2 separate regions of the Salmo salar genome follow, and region 2 is linked to region 1. Evidence: chromatin contacts called from public Hi-C data. All regions are on one chromosome and are shown on one strand. The core of a region is the stretch at or near the end of the contact, and the rest is flanking DNA. Distances in the headings are between cores, read along the strand shown.

The links. A called contact is a pair of places that touch in the nucleus more often than the background predicts.
Region 2: a contact with region 1 is called in a Hi-C map of muscle, with 4 times the contacts expected there. The contact joins the promoter of LOC106566626 here to the promoter of mrps25 in region 1. A contact is called at or near these places in 2 of 3 Hi-C or Micro-C datasets (gill and muscle).

Annotation. Positions count from the first base shown.
Region 1 is chrssa13:21,978,650-21,984,716 of Ssal_v3.1, forward strand. It overlaps mrps25 (mitochondrial ribosomal protein S25), which reads left to right and starts at 3,502. Exons shown (of 4, transcript XM_014134839.2): 1 at 3,502-3,733. The coding sequence starts at 3,600. nr2c2 (nuclear receptor subfamily 2, group C, member 2) reads left to right here. Exons shown (of 14, transcript XM_014134843.2): 14 at 1-1,424.
Region 2 is chrssa13:22,109,811-22,115,905 of Ssal_v3.1, forward strand. LOC106566626 (transmembrane and coiled-coil domains protein 1) reads left to right here and starts at 2,423. Exons shown (of 8, transcript XM_014134826.2): 1 at 2,423-2,507.

The DNA.
Region 1 (6,067 bases), core at 2,252-4,751:
TTCAGATAGAGCATCAAATCTATTATTTGTTTCAAACCGAACAGGAGAACGGTTAGAATGGTTACATTTCATTTTTTGGGGGGTTCATTTCACTGCAATTGTTATGGAACTTTCCCTAAACCAGTCCATATGATGACAGCCTGTTGCTGGGGACAGTCATCCATCCTACAGAGAGGGAGTTTAAAAACAGTCTTGTTACTATGTCTGCCTAAAGCAAATGCACATTCATTATATGGTTTAACTTGAACCATTTAGATAATGTATTTGAAGATTTTGTTTGTTCAATCACCACATGACCCTGGCTCCAGGTTAAAGTTGCCCTTACCCATAGATATAAGATCAGATTATCCTGGTAGTTCTAACCTTTACTGTTAGAGAGGTCAAATAAAGTCTAACATCAGTGGTTAGGGGCAACTTTATGGCCACCATTTTATTTTGCTGTCATGACAATCAAGCCTTGTGTGACATGATGTCCTGTTCTGTGTCCAGTATTTCTCTTTTCTGTTTATTTATTTCCATCCAGCTGGTATTATACAGTGCACTGAGTGCAGTAACACGCTCTGCATACTGTAGTGATCTCAGTCCACTTCCAGACTTACTTTACAGTGACTGTTTTATTCATATGCAGGTATTCACACCATAGGAAAAATATATATTTTGAGTTCTCAAGACAAAATGTGTTTTCCCTTTAATGTTAGCATGATTTATCTATAGTTTCACTATTGAATGAACATCAAGCAGGTATTTTCCTTTTGTATTCTTGCACAGTATATCGTTCTGTGATATAATAGTTTCCAAAATGTAAAAATGTGGTTTGTTGAGAACAAATGTATTTGTTCCATGTTAAGTGTACTTAAAGTACCACACCTCTAGTACCACATGAAAATATGTGTACATTGTCCAACAGCAACAAAACCAGTAGCACTAACTTATAACATGTAAAGAAGTCATAAGTAGGTATGTACTCTAAAATTATAGGTGTACTGTTGTAATAGCTGGTTTTAAAACCTGCAAAGACTGTTATTTTGACTTCTGTGAACTGAGCTCTGTACTACATGTATTATCATTCAAATGAGTGCATGTCCTTTTTTTAATCAGAGTTTTATAATATTGCAACTTGCCAGTATTTGCCCTGAAGAAAATGAGCGTTGTTATTGTTTTTGTATAGTGCATTGCTGTGCATGCAATTGCTTATGCATTTTAGTAAATGCTGTACGAAAAATGTGGAGTTTTAATGTTGTGGCTTATAAATGTTATCAGCCTGAGCAATTTCAGTGCATTAACTACTAAATGCAACAAAAACTGTTTTCTATTGTTTACATATGACCAGGGGGGATATGGACAGTGTTTTTTGGTTTGTAAAAGCCTTTGTTTCAAGTCTGTAGCTTTTTAAATACAGTACATATAAAAAGTGTCTTTTCCTGTCGAATGTGATATTGTATTTGGAGAAAAAAAGAAACATATTCCTTGGCCTGAGGAACTTCACCTTTCACACACTAACCAATGAGCCTAGTAACTTGATGTTTTCTGAAGGTTATTGTAGGCAGACATATATTCTACCTCTTAACTTGACAGTGAAGACAACAATTTGATTCCTGTATCACAGCATTCCCTCTCAGGCCACTGGAACAGCAGTTATCAGTGTAATAAACATATCTTCATATATTTAAAAGGTATGTGCTTTTATTATGAATTTTTTGACACTACTCCGGAACACGGATGCCATCGCAGCAGGAGAGGATCCTATTGGATATATCTTTCCAGGGTTGAGGACGATGAGAGTGGTTGAGAGGAAGAAGGCAGCCGTTCTGGTTGAAACTGATAGCACATCAGAAGAAGATAAGAGCACAGACGCGGATGAAGGAAGGATGGCGGCGGCGGATGTGGAACATGGATCGGATGGCGGTGGAAGGAAGAATGGACCTCTGTCCAAAAGAATGGGAAAAGAAGCAAAGTTGGGATGGGAAAGAAGACACTTAGTGTTGATAATACCTCATATCTGGTGGGAGTCTGGTTTCTGGGAGAATTGGAGCCCGAATTGTCAACTCTGTTGGTGGAGAGAGGTATGGGTAAAGTGGAGTTTGGTGAGGGTCACGAGGAGTGGGCTGGTCTTGATTTTTTGTGTTTCTGCTGGAAGTGTGTGTTGCTTATCAGGTGAATTGATTACCATGCTGTGTAATGCTTTGAGCTAAAGGAAAAGTACCTTTCAAGGTGGTATTTCCAGGCCGTTGCAGTGTAAACGGTGTAGAATGGTTGAACATGGGCCTCCCAAGTGGTGAAGCGGTCTAAGGCACAGCATCGCAGTGCAAGAGGTGTCACTACAGACCCGGGTTCGATTCCGGGCTGTGTCGCAGCTGGCCGCGACCGGGAGACCCACAAGGTGCCGCGCAATTGGTCCAGCGTCGTCCGGGTTAGGGGAGGGTTTGGCCGGCCGGGATGTCCTTGTCCCATCGAGCTCTAGCGACTCCTTGTGGTGGACCGGGGGCATGCCCGCTGACTTCGGTCGCCAGTTGTACAGTGTTTCCTCCGACACATTGGTGCGGCTGGCTTCCGGGTTAAGCGAGCAGTGCAGGGTCGTGTTTCGGAGAATGCCTGGCTCTCGACCTTCGACCTCTCCCGAGTTCGCAGCGATGGGACAAGACTGTAACTACCAATTGGATATCACGAAATTGGTTGGACATGTAGAGTTTCTGCAGGCAGAAGAATCCAAGATGTGGAAGTTGTGGCAAAGAAGCTGTGAAGTGTTGCAACTGTGGTGGAAAGCATGTAGCTACATCTTTGGAGTGCCTGATGAGCGTGAAAGAGAATTTCAGGGCCGTCCAGAGCATTCCACATGCAGAGGCTGTCAAAAGGTGGAGGGAACGAAAGGTACTCATATGAATTCCATGGTGTTGAATAGGCCTTCAATGCATGCTGCATAGTTGTCTTCCCACCAGCAGGATCCAGCGATGTTAAGTTCAAAGAAGGTGGACTTTGTTGATTATTTTTGGCAATGGTGATCAAGGGTACGGCTAAAGTGGAGGGAAAGTCTAGGAAGATGGACATTATTGTGGATACGGCAGAGTAGATCCTGGGAGTAAAATATTTTTCAGGGTAGGAGTTAGATGATGCGCTGTGACAAGCAGTGATACCCTCTCAGGCCCCAGAGCCTGAGGAGGGAGCTATGGAAGATTGATAAAATGAGGGATTGGGTATAGATCACCATATTGAGTTTCCCTTTTAACCCCCGTACAGTTGGTGGCGGTAATGCACCCTAAACATTGGCTGCCAACTGCCGTTAAACACCACTGAAGAAGAAGACTAACCTTTGGTTTCCACTAGTTATCACAGTCACAAAGTCGAATTGGCTTTGTCACAAAACAATCATGAAAACAAACGTTAGTTTTTGGTCTTAATTTAAGGTCAGGGTTAGCAGCATGGTTAAGGTTAGGTTTAAAATCAAAGTTTAGAAATAGGCAGGGTTTATGACTTTCTGGCTGTGGTAACTAGTAAAGGGCCTTAAACTTTACGCATATAGTTTACGTCATCAAAGAGCGCCTAACTGGAGCGCTGTGTGTCTTTTCCAATTCCAAATTATAACGTGAAAATAAAGACTAAAAATGCCTATGAAAGGAAGATTCCCCATTAGACGAACGCTGGAGTATCTCCAGAAAGGAGAAGTTGTATTGAAAAACAGAGTAAAGATTTTGACAGTAAATTACAACACACATGGACAGCTCAGCGACGGAGCAAGGTCAGTTTGTTATCCTAGCTAGTTAACCTAGCTGTTGGATGTCTTTCAATGCAGAGAGCAATGATATTTCAAAATGATATTTATGTTTCATTGTTAGAATTGTACAGATATGCAATATAAATTGAACCAGTAGTTGCCGAGTTAACAGTGCGTTCAAGACAACTGGGAGCTCAGACTGGGAAAATCGTTTAAAACGGTCATCCGACTGAATTCCAAGTCGGAAACTCGGGCATCTTTCTACAATTCCGACTTTCTGATATGGATCGAGATAGTTGCCAAAAGGTTGAATTTAGGTATCGTAAAAAAAGCGTGAAACGTAAACGTAAAATTTGATCTGTTTTACGACTATTAGATGGGATAATCTAAAATTCAAAGGTCTCCTCTCCCAAGATACTCATGCTAGTCCCTGTATTATCAGTATCAATATTTGTATAGAGAAGTGAGGGGATGGTGATTCAAACCGTAGAATAAACTTTAAAGTTACTGAAGTTAAATAGTCTCCCTCTCTCTTTATGTTTCTCTCTCCCTTCACTGTAGGGGACAGTAATTCATACCGTAGCTCTATTGGAGTTAAGGAGTCTGAAGTTTTTACACAAGTTGAAGCTGGCTTGACGCTGGGCTGAGGGTGTAAACATTGGCATGGATGTTGCTCTCTTTCTTACTAGTCACAGCGACATAATAATTAGGGCTACTAGTAGGGTTGCAAAATTCCAGGAACTTTCAATAAATTCCCTGGTTTTCCAGAAAACCTGGTTGGATGCTACTGGATTTACTGCTTATTCCCGCTTGATTCTGGGAATTTATTTACATTTTATTTAACTAGGCAAGTCAGTTAAGAACAAATTCTTATTTACAATGGCGGCCTACCAAAAGGCAAAAGACCTGCAGAGAAAGGGGGCTGGCATTAAACAAATAAAACATAAATAACCTATAAATATAGGACAAAACACACATCACGACAAGAGAGACAACACTGCATAAAGAGAGACCTAAGACGACAACATAGCAAGGCAGCAACACATGACAACAACATGGTAGCAGCTCAAAAAAATGGTACAAACATTTTGGGCACAGACAACAGCACAAAGGGCAAGAAGGTAGAGACAACAATACATCACAAAAAGCAGCCACAACTGTCAGTACGAGTGTCCGTGATTGAGTCTTTGAATATCTTTCAACAGTAATACAATCAAGGCACGGCATAGTACAGGGAGAGCTCTGCAGTGCTGATTTATGACATCTGAATGTGCATCAGATGGCAACAAGATCATATTATACAGCAATTTCATCAGGTAACATGAATACAAAGCCAGCGAGAGGTGGTTAGAATAGGATGGGAGGCCAAAAGTCTGAAACCAATAGAGAGTCAGAGTCCCTCCAACCAGGGAAACCTCCAACCAGGATTTCTGGAAAACCCAGGTCATTTATTAAAGGTTCCTGTAATTCTGCAACCCTAGCTACTAGTCACAGCTACATAATAGTTAGGGCTACTAGTCACAGCTACATAATAGTTAGGGCTACTAGTCACAGCTACATAATAGTTAGGGCTACTAGTCACAGCTACATAATAGTTAGGGCTACTAGTCACAGCTACATAATAGTTAGGGCTACTAGTCACAGCTACATAATAGTTAGGGCTACTAGTCACAGCTACATAATAGTTAGGGCTACTAGTCACCGCTACATAATAGTGAACCGAATGTAGCTAGTCGAAGTTAGCTAGTCAATCAAGCAACGTGCCTAGTTAAATAAAGGTTAAAAAAAAATAATAATTAAACTCTAGCCCAGGCATTAGTTGCTTTGCAGCTCCCAGTTTCATTTCCAAAATAAAAGTCTAGAGCTTGTTTTAGAACTACATTCAATAACGACGTTATACCAGTAGATGAAGTAGTATAGTCTTGGCCTTCAGCAAATTACTTGTGTGAGAATTATAAAGGCACAGAAGAGCCTTGTCTTGAATAACTGCCTGAGCTGCAAAATAGAAAGTTAATATGATTTAGGCTGTCCTGAGCGAAATAGCCAAGGGGTCCCAAATGGTTAAGACTATTATTATTGCCAAATCTGTTTTCCCCATCAGCCACTGCATGTGCTTCTTCAACTATTTTGTTTAACATTTATTTAGAGGCCTGTGAGCTAGGGTCTCTTTTTAAGTGGAGCCTTATAATAAAAAGTTATAAAACACAAATAGAGTTCTACAATTATTCTGCAAGGCACCAGTACCCAAAATGATAGCCTAAATTGCAATGCCTACAAGTTGAAGGACAATTTTTTTTTGGGGGGGGGGATAGGCCTAAATTAAACATTGAATTATTAAAGTGGTAGGCTAAAGAACTT
Region 2 (6,095 bases), core at 1,173-3,672, 130 kb after region 1:
GTGCAGATGATGATGTGCAAGTAGAGATACTGGGGTGCAAAAGAGCAAGAGGATAAGTAACAATATGGGGATGAGGTAGTTGGGTGTGCTATTTACAGATTGGCTGTGTACAGGTACAGTGATCGGTAAGCTGCTCTGACAGCTGATGCTTAAAGTTAGAGGGAGACATAAGACTCCAGCTTCAGTGATTTTTGCAATTCGTTCCAGTCATTGGCAGCAGAGAACTGGAAGGAAAGGCGGCCAAAGGAAGTGTTGGCTTTGGGGTTGACCAGTGAAATATACCTGCTGGAGCGCGTGCTACAGGTGGGTGTTGCTGTGGTGACCAGTGAGCTGAGATAAGGTGGGGCTTTACCTAGCAGAGACTTGTAGATGACCTGGAGCCAGTGGGTTTGGCGTCGAATATGTAGTGAGGGCCAGCCAATGAGAGCATACAGGTCGCAGTGGTGGGTAGTATATGGGGCTGTGGTGACAAAACGGATGGCACTGTGATAGATTAGATCTAAATTTGCTGAGTAGAGTGTTGGAGGCTATTTTGTAAATAACATCGCCGAAGTCAAGGATCGGTAGGATAGTCAGTTTTACGAGGGTATGTTTTACAGCAGAAGTGAAGGAAGCTTTATTGCAAAATAGGAAGCCAATTCTAGATTTAATTTTGGATTGGAGATGCTTAATGTGAGTCTGGAAGGAGAGTTTACAGTCTAACCAGACACATAGGTATTTGTAGTTGTCCACATATTCTAAGTCAGAACTGTCCAGAGTAATGATGCTTGTCGGGCGGGAGGGTGCGGGCAGCAATCAGTTGAAAAGCATGCACTTAGTTTTACTTGCATTTAAAAGCAGTTGGAGGCCTCGGAAGGAGTGTTGTATGACATTGAAGCTCGTTTGGAGGTTTGTTAGCGCAGTGTTCTAAGAAGGGCCAGATGTATACAGAATGGTGTCGTCTGCGTAGAGGTGGATCAGAGAATCACCAGCAGCAAGAGCAACATCATTGATTTATACAGAGAAAAGAGTCGGCCCAAGAATTGAACCCTGTGGCACCCCCATAGAGACTGCCAGGATGATATAGGTCTATAACAGTTTGGGTCTAGAGTGTCTCCCCCTTTGAAGAGGGGGATGACCGCGGCAGCTTTCCAATCTTTGAGGATCTCAGAAGATACGAAAGAGAGGTTGAATAGGCTAGTAATAGGGTTTGCAACAATTTCGGCGGATAATGTTTAGAAAGAGAGGGTCCAGATTGTCTAGCCTAGCTGATTTGTAGGGATCCAGTTACGTGTGTGTGTGTGTGTGTGTGTGTGTGTGTGTGTGTGTGTGTGTGTGTGTGTGTGTGTGTGTGTGTGTGTGTGTGTGTGTGTGTGTGTGTGTGTGTGTGTGTGTGTGTGTGTGTGTGTGTGTGTGTGTGTGTGCAAATGCAAGGTGTGTGTATGTGGGTAGCCTACATACCTGTGTACTGTAAACAATATTTATTTTTTAAACAAATTATCTTTGGTCTGTTGGTCCACCTCCCCTGCCCACTCACACGGTATAATGCAGTAAAAACCAACTCCAACCAGAAACTAAGGGGAGGAGGAACTCAAGACGGTCTGAACACAGAGACATTTGGAATAGATCGCCCATTACCATAGTTTCTCAGACGGATGGCCTATAAGACAGGAGCCTTGGACTTTATTTAAATGAAACTGTCTGAGAGGAAATGTAATCAGGAGAGCCATATACAATTGGGAGTGAAGAGCGTGAAGACTTTGGCTAGGTGCTATGTCAATAGAGAGGGGATAGATAAATGATAAGCCAAACTCTGTCTCATGTAATGTCTCCCCAAGATGACTGTTATAACGTGTTATAGCAAGGCTCAGTTGTCTGGTTGGTTCTGCTTTTGTGGGGCACTGCTTATGTGTGTGGTTTCTCTCAGGTTTTCCTAGGGCCTATCAACTCTCTGTCCTCTCCTCTCCAGGTTTTGATGGTAAATTTAGATACAGTGTGTGTCATATCACTGAGCTGGACTGTATCGAGAAAATGTCAAGATCAATCTTTCCCTGTAACCAATCAGTGTTTTTATTATGACTGATATGTACATTGTCATACTGTCACAGTATGGCTATTGCCACAAGGTTACAAATTAGAATAGGCGTGACCAGGAAACAGGCACAAGCAGTACATCAATAAAATCGAGTTCCTCTGTAATAATCAAGTTGAATGAAAAGTTGATATTAGATTATGATTACAATCATTACAAATCCTGCACAATATTCTAAAGAATGTATTTGTTTCAATTACCAATATCGCTCGAGTAGCCTATATAAATTATTGAAGCGTGTTTAGACTATATTGAATTGAGGATGTTTTGCAGTGAGCTCCCCTAAACGAACCAAATGGTTTGGTCTGCCCGTGCCCTCTGCTGCTGTACGTCCTATTATTCCGACGTCAGCACGAGAGAGCGCAGAGAGGAGGGGTGGCGTTGCGTTGTGGTTGGACGTGTGTTGACTGGAGCAGTTTTTTTTTTCATCTCACATGTAAGTGCCAATTTGCTGCTAAAGTTATCATCTCTAAATGTGTATAGTGTGACAGTTATTGAATCCGTTATGGTGCAATACTACGGCAATTTTAGACGTAACAGTTGTTTCTTTCGCAAAACCACGTTTCATAAGTCTTGGTTTATAATGACACAATCAAACAGGACTTCAAGCGCTGTCAACCTGTGTCTGTTTCAGTGATGCAGATTGTCACTATTCTAGCTCGCTACGTTATACACTTATATTGTATCAATAGCCTTACGAATGGATTGTATCGTTCAGCCACATGTTGATGTTGTAAATTTGTTACACTTCTAATACTGTAACGTTTCCTTGTCATGTCATCGAAGGAAGTTGCTTGCTTACCATATGAAGGAACCCTATATTTTTATCTCCATCTGTGCTATTTGTTTGGTCAATAGTGTAACTTATACACTGTAATATCTGCTTTAATGTGTTAGTAGCTTAACATATTAAAAACACTGCAAACATCTTTTATTCCTGTGATAATTTGCTGTTTTGCTCTTGTCTCAAACGCATTAAGAAATAAATAAATAAATAAAATACATTCCACAAATTAACTTTTAACAAGGCATACCTGTTCATTTAAATGCTTCAAAATAGCCACCCTTTGCCTTGACGACAGCTTTGCACACTCTTGGCATTCCCTCAACCAGCTTCATGAGGTAGTCACCTGGAATGTGTTTCAATTAACAGGTGTACCTTGTTAAAAGTTAATTTGTGGATTTTTTTTCCTTAATGTTTGAGCCAATCAGTTGTGTTGTGACAAGGTAGAGGTGGTATACAGAAGATAGCCTTTTTACATTTGAGTCATTTAGCAGACGCTCTTCTCCAGAGCGACTTACAGTAGTGAATGCATACATTTCATACCATATTTTTTGAATATATATTTTTTAAATGTTTGTACTGGTCCCCCGTGGGAATCGAACCCACAACCCTGGCGTTGCACACACCAAGCTGGCGTGGCAAACACCATGCTCTACCAACTGAGCCACGGGGAATAGCCCTATTTGGTAAAAGTCCATATTATTGCAAGAACAGCTGAAATAAGCAAAAAGAAATTAGTCTATCATCACTTTAAGACATGAAAGTCCGTCAATCCGGAAAATTTCAAGAATTTAGAAAGTTTCTTCAAGTGCAGTCACAAAAAAAGATCAAGCGCTATGATGAAACTGGCTCTCGTGAGTACCGCCACAGGAAAGGAAGACCCAGAGTTACCTGTGCTGCAGAGGATAAGTTCATTAGAGTTACCAGCCTCAGAAATCGGCAATTAACTGCACCTCAAATTGCAGCCCAAATAAATGCTTCCCAGAGAGAGCGCTTAGTGGGACTGTCATTTGTTTTTCAACTGGATAATCACCCAAAACACACCTCCAGGCTGTGTAAGGGCTATTTGACCTAGAAGGAGAATGATAGATTGCTGCATCAGATGACCTGGCCTCCACAATCACCTGACCTCAACCCAATTGAGATGGTTTGGAAATCTGTTCTTTGGTCTAATGAGTACACAGAGTGAAGGAAAAGCAGCCAACAAGTGCTCAGCATATGTGGAAACTCCTTCAAGACTGTTGGAAAAGAATTCCAGGTGAAGCAGGTTGAGAGAATCCCAAGAGTGTGCAACGCTGTCATCAAGGCAAAGGGTGGTTACTTTGAAGAATCTCAAATATAAAATATATTTTGATTTGTTTAACACTTTTTGGAATACTACATGATTCCATGTGTTATTTCATAGTTTTGATGTCTTCACTATTATTCTACAATGTAGAAAATAGTGCAAATAAAGAAAAACCCTTGAATGAGTAGGTGTGTCAACTTTTGACAGGTACTGTGTATAGAATGACAAAGCTGTAAAACATTATCCTAAATATAAACCATCAACTTAGTGAATACGATTGATGTTTAGAATGAGGGTTTCAGCATGAAATATCCTTTTTACACACTTATATTTATTTTACTATATCAGTACTTATTTTTTGTCAATGTTTTGGCATCAAACTGGTGGCAGTTGTGAAAAATGTCAATAGTTGGAAGAGTTGCAGAGTTAGTTGAAAATAATGCCGTGTGTGATGGGATGTATAGACATTATGGACAGTGTGTGGATAGAATATGTAGTATATCTGAAGAATATGTGGATAGAATAATATATGTACAGCAATAGTTGAATAGGATGGCCTTGACTAGAATACAGTACATACATATGAAATGGGTAAAACAGTATTAGAGTGACCTGGGTTCCATTATTAAAGTGACCAGTTGTCCATGTGTATGTACATAGGGCAGCAGCCTCTAAGGTGTAGGGTTGAGTAACCGGGTGGTAGCGGGTAGTGACGGTGACTAAGTTCAGGGCAGCTTACAGGAGGCCGGCTAGTGATGGCTATCTAACAGTCTGATGGCCCTGAGATGGAAGCTGTTTTTCAGTCTCTGGGTCCCAGCTTTGCATTGACCTCGCCTTCTGCATGATAGCGGGGTGAACAGGCCATGGCTCAGGTGGCTGAGGTCCTTGATGATCTTCTTATTCTTCCTGTGACACCGGGTGCTGTAGGTGTCCTGGAGGGCAGGCAGTGTGCCCGCGGTGATGTGTTGGGCAGACCGCACCATCTCTGGAGAGCCCTGCGGTTGCGGACGGTGCATTTGCCGTACCAGGTGGTGATACAGCCCGACAGGATGCTCTCAATGGTGCATCATCCTTCATAGTATATCTGCGGTTATGTGCATGCCATGGATGGCCCAGAGAGCTACAACACATGACAACTACCAATTGTTGTCCACCATAGTGTATTTTTGTCTGTTAAATAGCTAATGTAATTTCATTTTAGTTGGACACAACCATGAAACAAGTATTTATGTGTGTGAGTGAGTGGGAGACTCTCCAACATGGAATTATTTTGAGGATTAGCAGTTGAATTTCTATTTTTTTCCCCTCCAATGTTTTACAAGAAGACATGGGTGTTAAATTCTCGTTCTACTCTACAAAGAAGTAGGAAAACAAGCATCTATGATTTTAACTGAAGGTTTGTTTGTATTGATCAATTCACTTATTCAACCATTCTGTTTCTGCCTATCCACAAAAACAAACACGCAGAAGCGGCCGGAAATTATAAGTACAGTATCCCGCTATCTGTCTGGTAAGTGGCTGAGAGCATCTCTGCCCCTTCAGGGCGCATCAGACACAGCCATTCATGTCTCACTCCGCTGGTCAGACCACCGCGATGACGCTTGCCAGCCCTCCTCCCTCCCCGACCAGCTCGCTCTCCTCCTCTCTGCTCTGTTCACGTTGTGCCTGCCTGGTCCAGAGCTGCTGTGATTGTGAGCAGGCTGTGAAGCTGCTCTCTCTCTCTGTTTCTGTGATGCTCTGCCTGCTGTGTGGTTGCCCGCGTTAGACTGAGGACCCATGATCTGATCTGACCATGGACTCTGCATCTGTTTATGTGAGTCTGAAACGCCTTCAGAGTGTTGTATTTATTTACCCAGGCTGTCACCTGTCCAAATGAATGGAGCATTTGTAAACAGAGCCTGCCTCCCACACAACATAAGTGCTTGTGTTGTTTAGAAGCATGATAAGAATGT